Linked DNA regions of Ovis aries: region 2 is linked to region 1. Evidence: chromatin contacts called from public Hi-C data. All regions are on one chromosome and are shown on one strand. Each heading gives the region's core, a stretch centred on a gene start, on an enhancer-like site or on the middle of the called end of the contact. The rest is flanking DNA. Distances are from core to core; before and after follow the strand shown.

Region 1 (5,117 bases), core at 238-2,737:
TTCCTTTTATGATTTACCTGTACGGATGCTTTGCCCGTTTTTCTCTGGTTTGTGTCTGTTATACTGAGGGTAGTAGGCCTGTTTGATATATATGACACAATGCTATTTACTAATATCTATCTGTGTCTTATTTTTCCTTTCTTTTTCTTTCTGTTCTTTTTTTTTTTTTAAAGCTAAACTAACCAAATTCATTTATCCTCTCTCTTAGAAATCCTAAGAAGTTTCCTTCTACCCAACTTGACAGGTGTTCTCCTGACACTTCTGGAAATCCTCACACTTTCAAGGTTTCTATTAGTAAATAATGTGAAAAACAGACATTCTCTCCCAGCCCCCTCCTTCGTCTAATCTTACTCCCCAACCACGCCGGATTACCTTTTATGGAGAAAAGTCATGAAGGACACACAGATTTTACCTTTCATAATGGTCACTTTGATGCAGCTGCATCAGGATGTCTGCTTTAATGGTCTTCCTTCCTTCGGAAGTGCTCCTGAATGGCCAGACTTTCTGCGTGAGGTCCTTAGAAGCCCTGCCTCTACCTACAATACGCGGCTGAGCTGGGAAGCAGTGACATTTCCTCCTCCAGCCTGCGAACCTCAGGCAATGCAACTGGGCAGAGCCATGCACAATGGAAAGTGGACACAATCATGTTCCAAACTTAGGCGTTTTTCCTGCTGACCCATGTCCTCCTACCCAGGTACAAGCTTCCTAGCTCTACCTGGATTTCTGAGTTATCCACTCTATTTCCCCACCCTCCCCATTTTTTTTAATTAAATGAATGAATTAATTTTTGGCTGTGCTTGGTCTTGCTGCGCAGGCTCTTCTCTAGTTGCAGCAAACCAGGGCTTTTCTCTGGTTGCGATGCGTGGGCTTCTCAGTACGGTGGCTTCTCTTCTTGTTGCAGAACACAAGCTCAAGGGCAGCCAGCTTTAGTGGTTGCAGCTCCCTGGCTCCAGGGCACAGGCTCGATAGCTGTGGCACACGGGCCTAATTGCCCTGCGGCATGTGATAAGTTCCCGCTACAGGGATCAAAGCCGTGTCTCCCACATTGCCAGGTGGATTCTTTACCACTGAACCACCAGGGAAGCCCCTTCCTGTTGTTTCTAAAAACACCTTTATTGAGGCATAATTTACAGATCACGAAGTTCCCTCATTTTCAATGTACATTACAATGATTTTTAGTAAGCTTACTGTCTTGGGCTACCATCACCACAATACAGTTTTAGGACATTTTCCTGACCTCACTGAGATCTTTCGTGCCTGTTTACAATTAATCCCCTTTCCTATCCCAACTCCAGGCAACCACTAACCTACATTTTGTCTCTATGCAATTGCCTTTTCTGGACAGAAATTAAATCATATGTGCCTTTAGTTTTGACATCGCCTCTTATCTCCGATGAGAAATTCCAGATTCAGCCTCAGCTCTGTGGAAATTTGCTGGCCAGACATGGGTTCACTTAACTGGTAAATGACAGAGCTCTGATTCAGGTCCAAGTCTCGTGACTCCAAATTCTTTCCACTCCCTCCTGCTTTCCTGATCTGGATACAGTTGCAACGATGAATGGAAAATTTAGTGATGGCCATTTAAAAAAGCCTCAGAGATCACTGGCCTTCTGGGTCTTGACGCCAAACTCGTGACTCTGCTCAGCCACCAGTGTGTTAGTTGCTCAGTCGTGTCCAGCTTTTGCGACCCCATCGACTGAAGCCCGCCCCAGGCTCCTCTGTCCCTGGAATTCTCCAGGCAAGAATACTGGAGTGGGTTGCTATTTCCTTTTCCAGCTCAGCCACCAGAGGGTGCCCCAAAGATCTTTAAATTGGCTTTTGCTTGTCACAATTGGGCATCTTAGGAAAGAGAGTGTGAATTGTGACCTGAGTGCAATCTCTCCGCGTAGAATTTTTCTTACAGTATTTTCCCTCTCTGGGAAATTGCAAATAGCAATGGAGAATAAAAGCTAGGAAATGTTTTTTGTGCACATTTAAGATTTTTTTTTTCAGGCTTCTCAGACCAATATTTTTTTCTTTAATAGAATAAAAAGGGAAACTACTAAAGAGACTTGGTTAGGGAAGCTGGTGAAACATTAAGTTATGACAATCCAGCATGACAGATATCCAATTAATCATGACATTAAGGTGATTGTGTTAATCTTTTGCATTTTTAGAGAACTAAATTGATTGAGGGAAGGGAACTGGAAACATGTTTTCAGATTGTTACCCAAGTACATTATCTATGTAGCTAGACTTAACTGGATAATAATTCAATATGAAAACTGAATATATCTTTGAGAATTAATTTTTTTGTGACGTATCTCCAGCTATCGGGATGGATGGATGAATGGACAGGGGCCGATCAACAGCCAGGATGGGAGCTCCTGGGACAATCTTCAGGGGAACGTGATGCTTGTCCTGAGCACCAGCCCTGGCAGGTGTCAAAATCACTGGAGCCATATGTTTGGTGGTGCTGTGCCCTGTGCCCACTACGAACCACGTGCTCCCCAGAACCTGGACTGCAGTTATGGAACCAGGATTAGACCAGAGCCAGTCAAAACCTTTCATTAACTGGAACCAGAGGTTGAGAACTGACTCACCACAAATGGGAAGTTGTGTCTTTTATGCTTATCCTTCTCTTGACAGCTAAGCTAGTCCTGAAAATCCTGCCTTTAAGTGATGACATTGAAAGGAGGGTGCTTAGAATTTCAAAAAATGGCAAATCTTCAAGTACTTTCAAAGCATCTAAATCTGTGCAATGAATTCATATGCTAATGAGGGGGCATAGTATTCTGGTCACCTCAGTAGGGTCGCCACCCACCTGAATAAGGCAACATTTTTATCGTGAGCTTCCATCCCCAAATGGGAGCCCATTAAAACCCAAGCCACCTGCTATTCTCTGCCTAGAAAATCTTGTGTCTCTATAAATTGATGAAACCGGGATGCTGAAATAGCACTTTATTGTGGGAAAAAAAAAAAACATACATTACAGAAAATTTGCTGCTTTAACCATTTTTAAGTTCAGGATTCACTGGCAATAAGTATATACACAGTGTTGTGTAAACATCATTACTACCCATCTCCAGAACTTTTTCATCTCTGTACCACTGAACAATAACGACCCCCTCCCCGGTTCCCCAACAGTCCCTGGTAACCATGAATTATCACTATTATAAGCATATTCATTTAGTAGGTCTGGGGATGAGAAAGCCATTTTACAAAAAGGAAAAGAGGGGGAGTTACAAAATGGCAAAACTCTGCAGAAGCCATTATAGTGAAAATCATAACTCTGTCCATCTTTTCCTAACACAGAATGAACGTCAGGATCGGCCTGTGATGTGAATCGCAGCTGCACACAGTCAGGAGAGATGATGCTCGGTCCTAGATGTGTTTGCTGAGTGAGGGGGACACTCCCCCAAAGCAAGGAAGTCGCTGAATCTCCTGAGACCCCAGAGAGGCCCAGGCAAGGCTGGGAGGTGTGGGCGTCTGCCTGGAATCAGTGGTGTGGCCAGGTTACAATCTCAACCTAAAACTTCATGCTAATCATCTGAACTCCGAACATTTTTCCAAAGCTAAAATTACCTTTCAAAGGAACGTAGTTCTAGTGTTTGAGACACCTACAACAGTTCCTTCTTAAATAAAATTCAATCTCTCAACCAACCACAATTCCTACTTTCTTAAAAAGCACGTAAAGAAAAACAGTGTTAATGAACCCTCTTAAATTCAGACGCACAGGATCTCTTCTTTGGTGCTTTATTTACAGTCTTGGGCACTTACTCTAACTGGCCCCTTTCTGAGACCTAGCTTCTTCTGAAAGCACATGGATTTCCTTGTGAAGGAAATACACTTAAAGCCTTTCTGGCTCCCTTTCCCTAAGGCGTTTTGCTAATGTGTACCAGAACATTCTTGAAAGGAGAAAAGAAGGAAAAGAGAAAGAAATACTTTGTCAGAAAAGAGCCTGCCTTTGGGCGTAGCTAGCACAACTGCCTCCTGTTAATCTGCAACCTAGTTAAGAGAACCAGAAATAATTTATTGTGTGTGGTGCTTCCTATAATAACAGCTAACATGCATTTGAGCACTTGCTATGTGCCAGGTACCATGCTACATTTTTTCTACGGATAATCTCATTTGCTTGGCGCAACTACCCAATAAGACAGAAATTATCTGTATGGATATTACCTATACTGAGGGCTTCCCTGGTAGCTCAGCTGGTAAAGAATCCACCTGCAATGAAGGAGACCCTGATTCTATTCCTGGGCTGGAAAGATCCCCTGGAGAAGGGATAGGCTACCCACTTCAGTATTCTTGGGCTTCCCCGGTGGCTCAGATGGTAAAGAATCTACCTGCAATGACGGACACCTGGGTTTGATCCCTGGGTTGGAAAGATTCCCTGGAGGAGGGCATGACAACCCACTCCAGTGTTCATGCCTGGAGAATCGCCATGGACAAAGAAACCCAGGCTACAGTTCATGGGGTCGCAAAGAGTCAGACACGACTGAGCGACTAAGCGCGTGCACACACACACACGCACACACACACACACACACACACACACACACACACACGCCTATCCAGAGGAACCTGAGGCTTTAAAGACTCTAAGCAACTTGACCAGATTCACACAGTCAATAACTAGTTGAGCCAGAATTTGAACTCTAACCAATTTGACTTCAGGAGCCTCCATGAATTAAATTACACTGATTAAATTCATGCAAAATCTCTGTGAGATGTTAACTTATATTTTACAGATGAGAAAACTAGAGATTAGAGTTGTTGATCAGCCCAAGGTTGCATTTATGTGATTGAATAGAGAACCAGACCTGGTATTTTGGGCTCTCAAGCCCTTGTCCTTTCCATTAAACACATGAGTTCTGTTCCCCCGCGTGCATGCTAAGTCGCTTCAGTCACGCCTGACTCTTGCGACCCTATGGACCATAGCCCGCCAGGCTCCTCTGTCCATGGGATTCTCCAGGCAAGGATACTGGAGTGGGTTGCCGTGCCCTCCTCTAGAGGACCTTCCCAACCCAGGGATCAAACCCACATCTCTTACATCTTCAGCATTGGCAGGCAGGTTCTTTACCACTAGTGTCACTTGGGAAGCCCCCGGCTCCCCTAGGCCACTTTAAAAACAAAAG
Region 2 (5,458 bases), core at 388-2,887, 160 kb after region 1:
CAAATATATTGCTAGACCCCTCCCTGATTATTGTCCATTACTGGAGGAGCGCCTTTACCCATATTTCTGATTTGATTTCGAGTGTGGAGAGGTACCACAGTGTTCAGGTTGGGCCTGGATTTCCACAGTTGAGGAAAGACACTAAGAGATACCATTTTTAAAGTAAAGTTAGAAGTTGTGTCTGAGGCTTCAGTGATTTATCATGAATAAAACCTTTCAATGGGGAGATGGATTTTTCTTTTAAGGCATAGTACTTGGGTTAAATAGCATGAATATATACCTGTTTTCTAGTCATTTTCATCTGTAAGTAGATTGCAAATGAACATATATTTTGTTATATATCCATTTTTAGAAAATGTATGAAAGGTGTGATTTGTTTCAGATGACTAATATTAATAGTAACGGTAATAAGTAGTAAGTCTCTCCTATTGATGAAGTGCTTTTGAAAAACTTGTGCTGGGAAACCATGTTCAGATTTTTGATTTTGGCATTTTACATTTTGCCTCTTTTTTGTTTTTTGTCTGTTAATCACAACTAATTTGGCATTCTTTTTTCTTTCCAGATCATTCAGCTTCAAGTGGCACGTTACCTTTTAAGCCTAGTCGGCCACTGGTCACTCTTCCTACTGCTCATGTCATGCCGTCTAACTCCAGTGCTTCAGCTTCCAAACATAGGGAGTCACTGACATCAGGTGGCTCAAAATGGAGTATGAGCCTCATGCAAGCATTGGGAAATCATAGTAGGGGGGAGCAGGACTCTTCACTGGACATGAAGGACTTCCGGCCCCTCCGGAAATGGTCATCTTTATCCAAACTCACCGTCCCAGAGAACTGTAGCCAGGGTGGCATGGTGCACACAGAAGAATCAAGGAGAGGTTTGGAAAAGACAGGGAGAGACAAGGCATTAACAGCACAATTAAGGACCATTGGACCTAGCTGTTTACATGACAGTATGGAGATGCTTAAGCTAGAGGATAAGGAAATAAATAAAAAACGACCATCAACTCTGGACAGCAGATACAAATATGAGAGCTGTAGCAAAGAGGACTTTAGAGCTTCTTCCTCCACTCTCAGGAGACAGGCCTTAGACATGACATACAGTGCCTTACCTGAAAGCAAGCCTATTATGACAAGCTCAGAGGCTTTTGAATCTCCGAAATATTTAATGCTTGGTCAGCAGGCAGTAGGTGGAGTTCCCATTCAGCCTTCTGTGAGGACGCAGATGTGGCTCACTGAGCAGTTGCGGACAAACCCCTTGGAAGGTAGAACTACAGAGGACTCTTACAGTTTAGCTCCTTGGCAGCAGCAGCAAATTGAAGAGTTTCAGCAAGAAAGGGAAACACCAATGCAGGTAAGGCTCAGAACCTAGTGTTTGCCTCCCTCCAGTGGATGCTCTGAGTACTAGCACGCTTGAAGTCAGCATTCGACAGTGTGTCCGTAAGCACAGAGTGCTTTACTTTCCCTTTCCCCTGCACAGTAATAAGCATAAATGTTACAAAACTCCAGAATATTGTGTTGATAAAACTTTAAAAATATTTGAGACTTATTAACATGGAAAACTTGAAACTTTGTACCTGACTTGTTCTTCTTCTTCTCATTTGTTTTGCTTTTGTTCAGTCGTGTCCGACTCTTTGCGACTACGGACTGTAGCATGCCAGGCTCCCTATTCTTCACTATCTCCCAGAGTTTGCTCAGATTCATGTCCATTGAGTCAGTGATGCTATCTAACCATCTCATTCTCTGCCACCCGCTGCTTCTTTTGCCTTCAGTCTTCCCCAGCATCAGGATATTTATAAACACAGCAAAAAATATTCAATCTAAAGAAAATTGAAACAGAAACAAAGGAGCTGGCATGATATAATAGAAAGAACAGTAACTTGAATGAAGACTTGGATTTTGTTTCTGTTTTTATCAGATTCAGAATCTGGATGATTCTCTGTCACTTAATACTTAATATCTCTGGGCCTGAGTTTTTCTTTCTTTCCTTTTTTTCCCCCCTAAATTGAGATATCGTTGACATATAACATATTAGTTTCAGCTATGTAACATAATGATTCGATATATGTGTATGTTATAAAACGATGACCACAATAAATCCAGTTAACATCCATCACCATACTTAGCTACAGAGTTTTTTCCCTTGTAATAAGATCTACTCTTAGTAACTTTCAAATATGCAATACAGTATTATTAGCTGTAGTCACTATGCCGTACGCTATATCCCTGTGATCTATTTATAACTGAGGGTTTGTACCTTTTGAGCGCCTTCATCCGTTTTACTCACCCTCCAGCCTGTGCACTGGCAACCATCAGTCTGCTCTCTTTATATGAGTGTAATTTTTTTGTTTGCTTTTTTAAAAAGCATAATTTGTCTTTCTCTGTGTGACTAGTTTCACTTGGCATAATGCTGTCAGGATCCATGCATGTTGCCGCAAATGGCAAGATTTCCTTCATTTTATGCGAATATTCGTGTGTGTGTGTGTGTGTGAACATAAGGTTGCATATACATCTTTTTAAGTTTGTATTTTCTTTTTCTTCAGATAAATACCCAGGAGTGGAGTTAGTAGATCATAGGGTAGCTCTCTTTCTAATTTTTTCGAGGAACCTCCGTACTCTTTTCCATAGTGGGTGTGCCAGTTTACTTCCCCACCAGCATGTATGAGGTTTCTTTTTTCTCCGCATTCTTACCAGCACTTGTCGTTTCCTGTCTTTCTGATAATAGCCATTCTAATAAGTATGAGGTGATAGCTCACTGTGATTTTGATTTGACTTTGCCTGATGATTAGTGGTGTTGAGTACCTTCTCAGTTGTTTGCCGTATATATGTTTCTTCACGGCTTCTGCCACCTGTAAAATGCGGAGGTGGAAATAAAGTCATTGATAAAGCTTTGGCAGTGGTTGGTATGTATTCAGGTTTATAAAACAGATGCACTTTAAAAAAAATAGGGTTTCAAGATTTATTAATCATTTTTGGAGAAGGAAATGGCAACCCACTCGAGAACTCTTGCCTGGAAAATTCCATGGACGGAGGAGCCTGGGAGGCTGCAGTCCATGGGGTCGCAAAGAGTCGGACATGACTGAGCAACTTCACTTCACTTCACTTAAGGAAACTACTGTATGATAATATTGCATAAAAAGAAAAGTGTGTACTTCCTAATGTCATGTGTAAATGTGTAAATTTCTTGATCTGAAAATGTCTTCTGTTCCAAGGTAATTGTCTGCAGCTCATTTTAACTGGGAAACCAATTGTCTATAGAATTTTTCATAAATTATGTCATCCATTTTTTTATTACCAGAGTTTTCTGAAACAAAGTGATTTCATCGAAAATTGCAAAATTTCCCTGGGGTAAAAACTTAAAATTACTAATAAAAAATAATGAAGATTAAAGGAATATATTCTATGAAAGAATAAGGAAATCACTTATCTAGTAATGTCACGAATCTGAGCGCAGCCCCAAAACATACACATAACCTAACGTGCTCCATTCACAGGAGAGCCCTTAACACCTCCTCTGTGCTTTCTTTACTCTTATTTTGAACATAGTTCTTATCATCTTGATTATATATATTTAGACTGCATAACCAAACAGATGTATCATGATGTGTGAATAACAAATCATAACAGAGCGGTTTAACCAGATTTATTGTGATTTATCTATTCAAGCAGTTGAAAGATAGGAAACCTAATTTATCAAATACTGTCATATTTTAGTTCTCAAGTGCTTGTGGTTACAGGGAAACAGGGACTGGGTAGTTGTTTCTCCAGCTGGTGTCTTTACACAGAACTGGAATAACCTAAGATGGTTGGGGGAAGGGACTGAATGTTTTGCGCCAACTTGAAGTAGGTGCCATAGAGAGAGAACTGAGAAGATTGAGTGAATTTCAGACAATAAGTACTGATTTCACTCCTTCCATTCTGTTGGGAGGATCCTCTTCGGTAATCAAAGTTTTCCTCAGCCTTGAAGCAGTGCAGAGAAAGGGTAGGGAGCTTGGAGGTGCTTTGTGGAGCAAACTTATTTTTAAATATTCTTGGCCCATGGTAGATGAAGAAAGTGAAAAGGCACAAAATTTGCATGTGCTTGGAGAGTCCTACTTTTTGATTAACCTTCTTTGGGATGGTCTGTTTATAGTGCTTTTAAATTTCATAGTAGAAAGGTGAAACCAGGTAAAGAAAACCTAGATACTTTAATTGAAATGTTTGACGATTTCTCTTCTAATTCTCCTGGTCTACTATAGAAAAAAATTCTTAAATACCTTCTCCTTGGAGCTTCCAAACATCTTTCTTTTAAAGTTCTCATCTTTCTTGTTTCTTAGGTCTCTTTAAAACATTGACTTCTTTTTAGTCTAATTTTTGTATAAAGGGAAGAGCCTTAATAATAATTATCCCATTGATAAATTGTGAGAATGTGATTTTCAATGACAACTGTTTGTCACTGTGAAGAAAAAACAAAATATTTTGCAGCTAAGAAAAAGAATTTGGCTGAGAGTCACAATCTAACATCACCATAAATTTATCTAGAACTTTTGTAGCTGTCAGAATGATTTATCTCATTTGATGCTCAGAGCCTCCTTCCTCCTTTTACTCCCTCAAAAGATCAGTATTTCAGCATGGAAGTGTTTCTCTCCTTAGATTAGAACTCAGTCCTGAACATTTACTGAGCCAGCCTCACAGTGTTATTTGCGTGGTGGTCCTTGTTTCTCATAGTTCCTTACTAAATTAGCTAGAATACAGGTGGTGTAGAACTCTGAAGCATTTCCCCTTGTGAATGAAGAGAAGCATCGGTGTCCGTAGTTTATAGGTCTCCATGTACAGTGTCCACCGCAGTCTTCGGTTCTTTCCTCTGCTCTACATTAGCGGCTCTCTTCCCGCCTTTGCCTAAAGCTGTTTAACCCCACAAAAACTGTGACATAAGAGGAAAACAAACAGCTGACTCTTGTCTTCTCTGGAAAGACTGTCCCTTTCTAAGCCCCTTTTGCATTTCTTTTTGGGGGATGGGGGGGGGGAAGGAAATGGAGGATGCATATTTCTACACAAAACACGATCCATTGACTCATAAGCTCATAGTGGATCTTCCAGACAGAAGTGAAGGAGTGGTCTCTTTACTGGCAAAGTAGCTCTTCTCTTTTCTTATATTCTATAGGATGTTTCTGAGTTCTGGGTTGTAGTCATTAAAAAGAAGATAAAATTTTGTGCTTATTTTAAACAAGGAGGGGCTTAATCATCCAGGATATTGACACCTAATGATTTCAACGTATTTACTGGAAGATTTCTCCTGTGTAAATGAAAAAATATAAATATTTAGTAGAATGACTTAAATGACTTGGTTTTTGTCTTAACATGACATAAGAATGGTTTATTTTTAATCTGAGAGCATTTTGTGTATTCTGTTACATTCTCGGAAAAGAAAGTTTTCTTGTTTTTATTTTTTTTTTTGCACCGTTTTTTCTTTCTTTTTTTTT

What was found. A called contact is a pair of places that touch in the nucleus more often than the background predicts.
Region 2: a contact with region 1 is called in a Hi-C map of hypothalamus, with 7 times the contacts expected there. The contact joins two enhancer-like sites. A contact is called at or near these places in 7 of 16 Hi-C or Micro-C datasets (hypothalamus, liver, mixed tissues and 3 more).

Annotation. Positions count from the first base shown.
Region 1 is chr8:19,480,709-19,485,825 of ARS-UI_Ramb_v3.0, forward strand. No RefSeq gene overlaps it. Among named protein-coding and RNA genes, the nearest start is that of ASF1A, 76 kb to the left of the region's middle. Within about 2 kb of position 1,488, at least 4 of the 54 cell types and tissues checked have an H3K27ac peak or open chromatin away from gene starts, as enhancers often do.
Region 2 is chr8:19,641,779-19,647,236 of ARS-UI_Ramb_v3.0, forward strand. It overlaps CEP85L (centrosomal protein 85 like), which reads left to right. Exons shown (of 12, transcript XM_027972343.3): 3 at 563-1,350. PLN (phospholamban) reads right to left here. Exons shown (of 6, transcript XR_009601603.1): 2 at 2,799-5,458; 3 at 1,574-1,816; 4 at 1,109-1,468; 5 at 590-830. Among named protein-coding and RNA genes, the nearest start is that of PLN, 13 kb to the right of the region's middle. Within about 2 kb of position 1,638, at least 7 of the 54 cell types and tissues checked have an H3K27ac peak or open chromatin away from gene starts, as enhancers often do.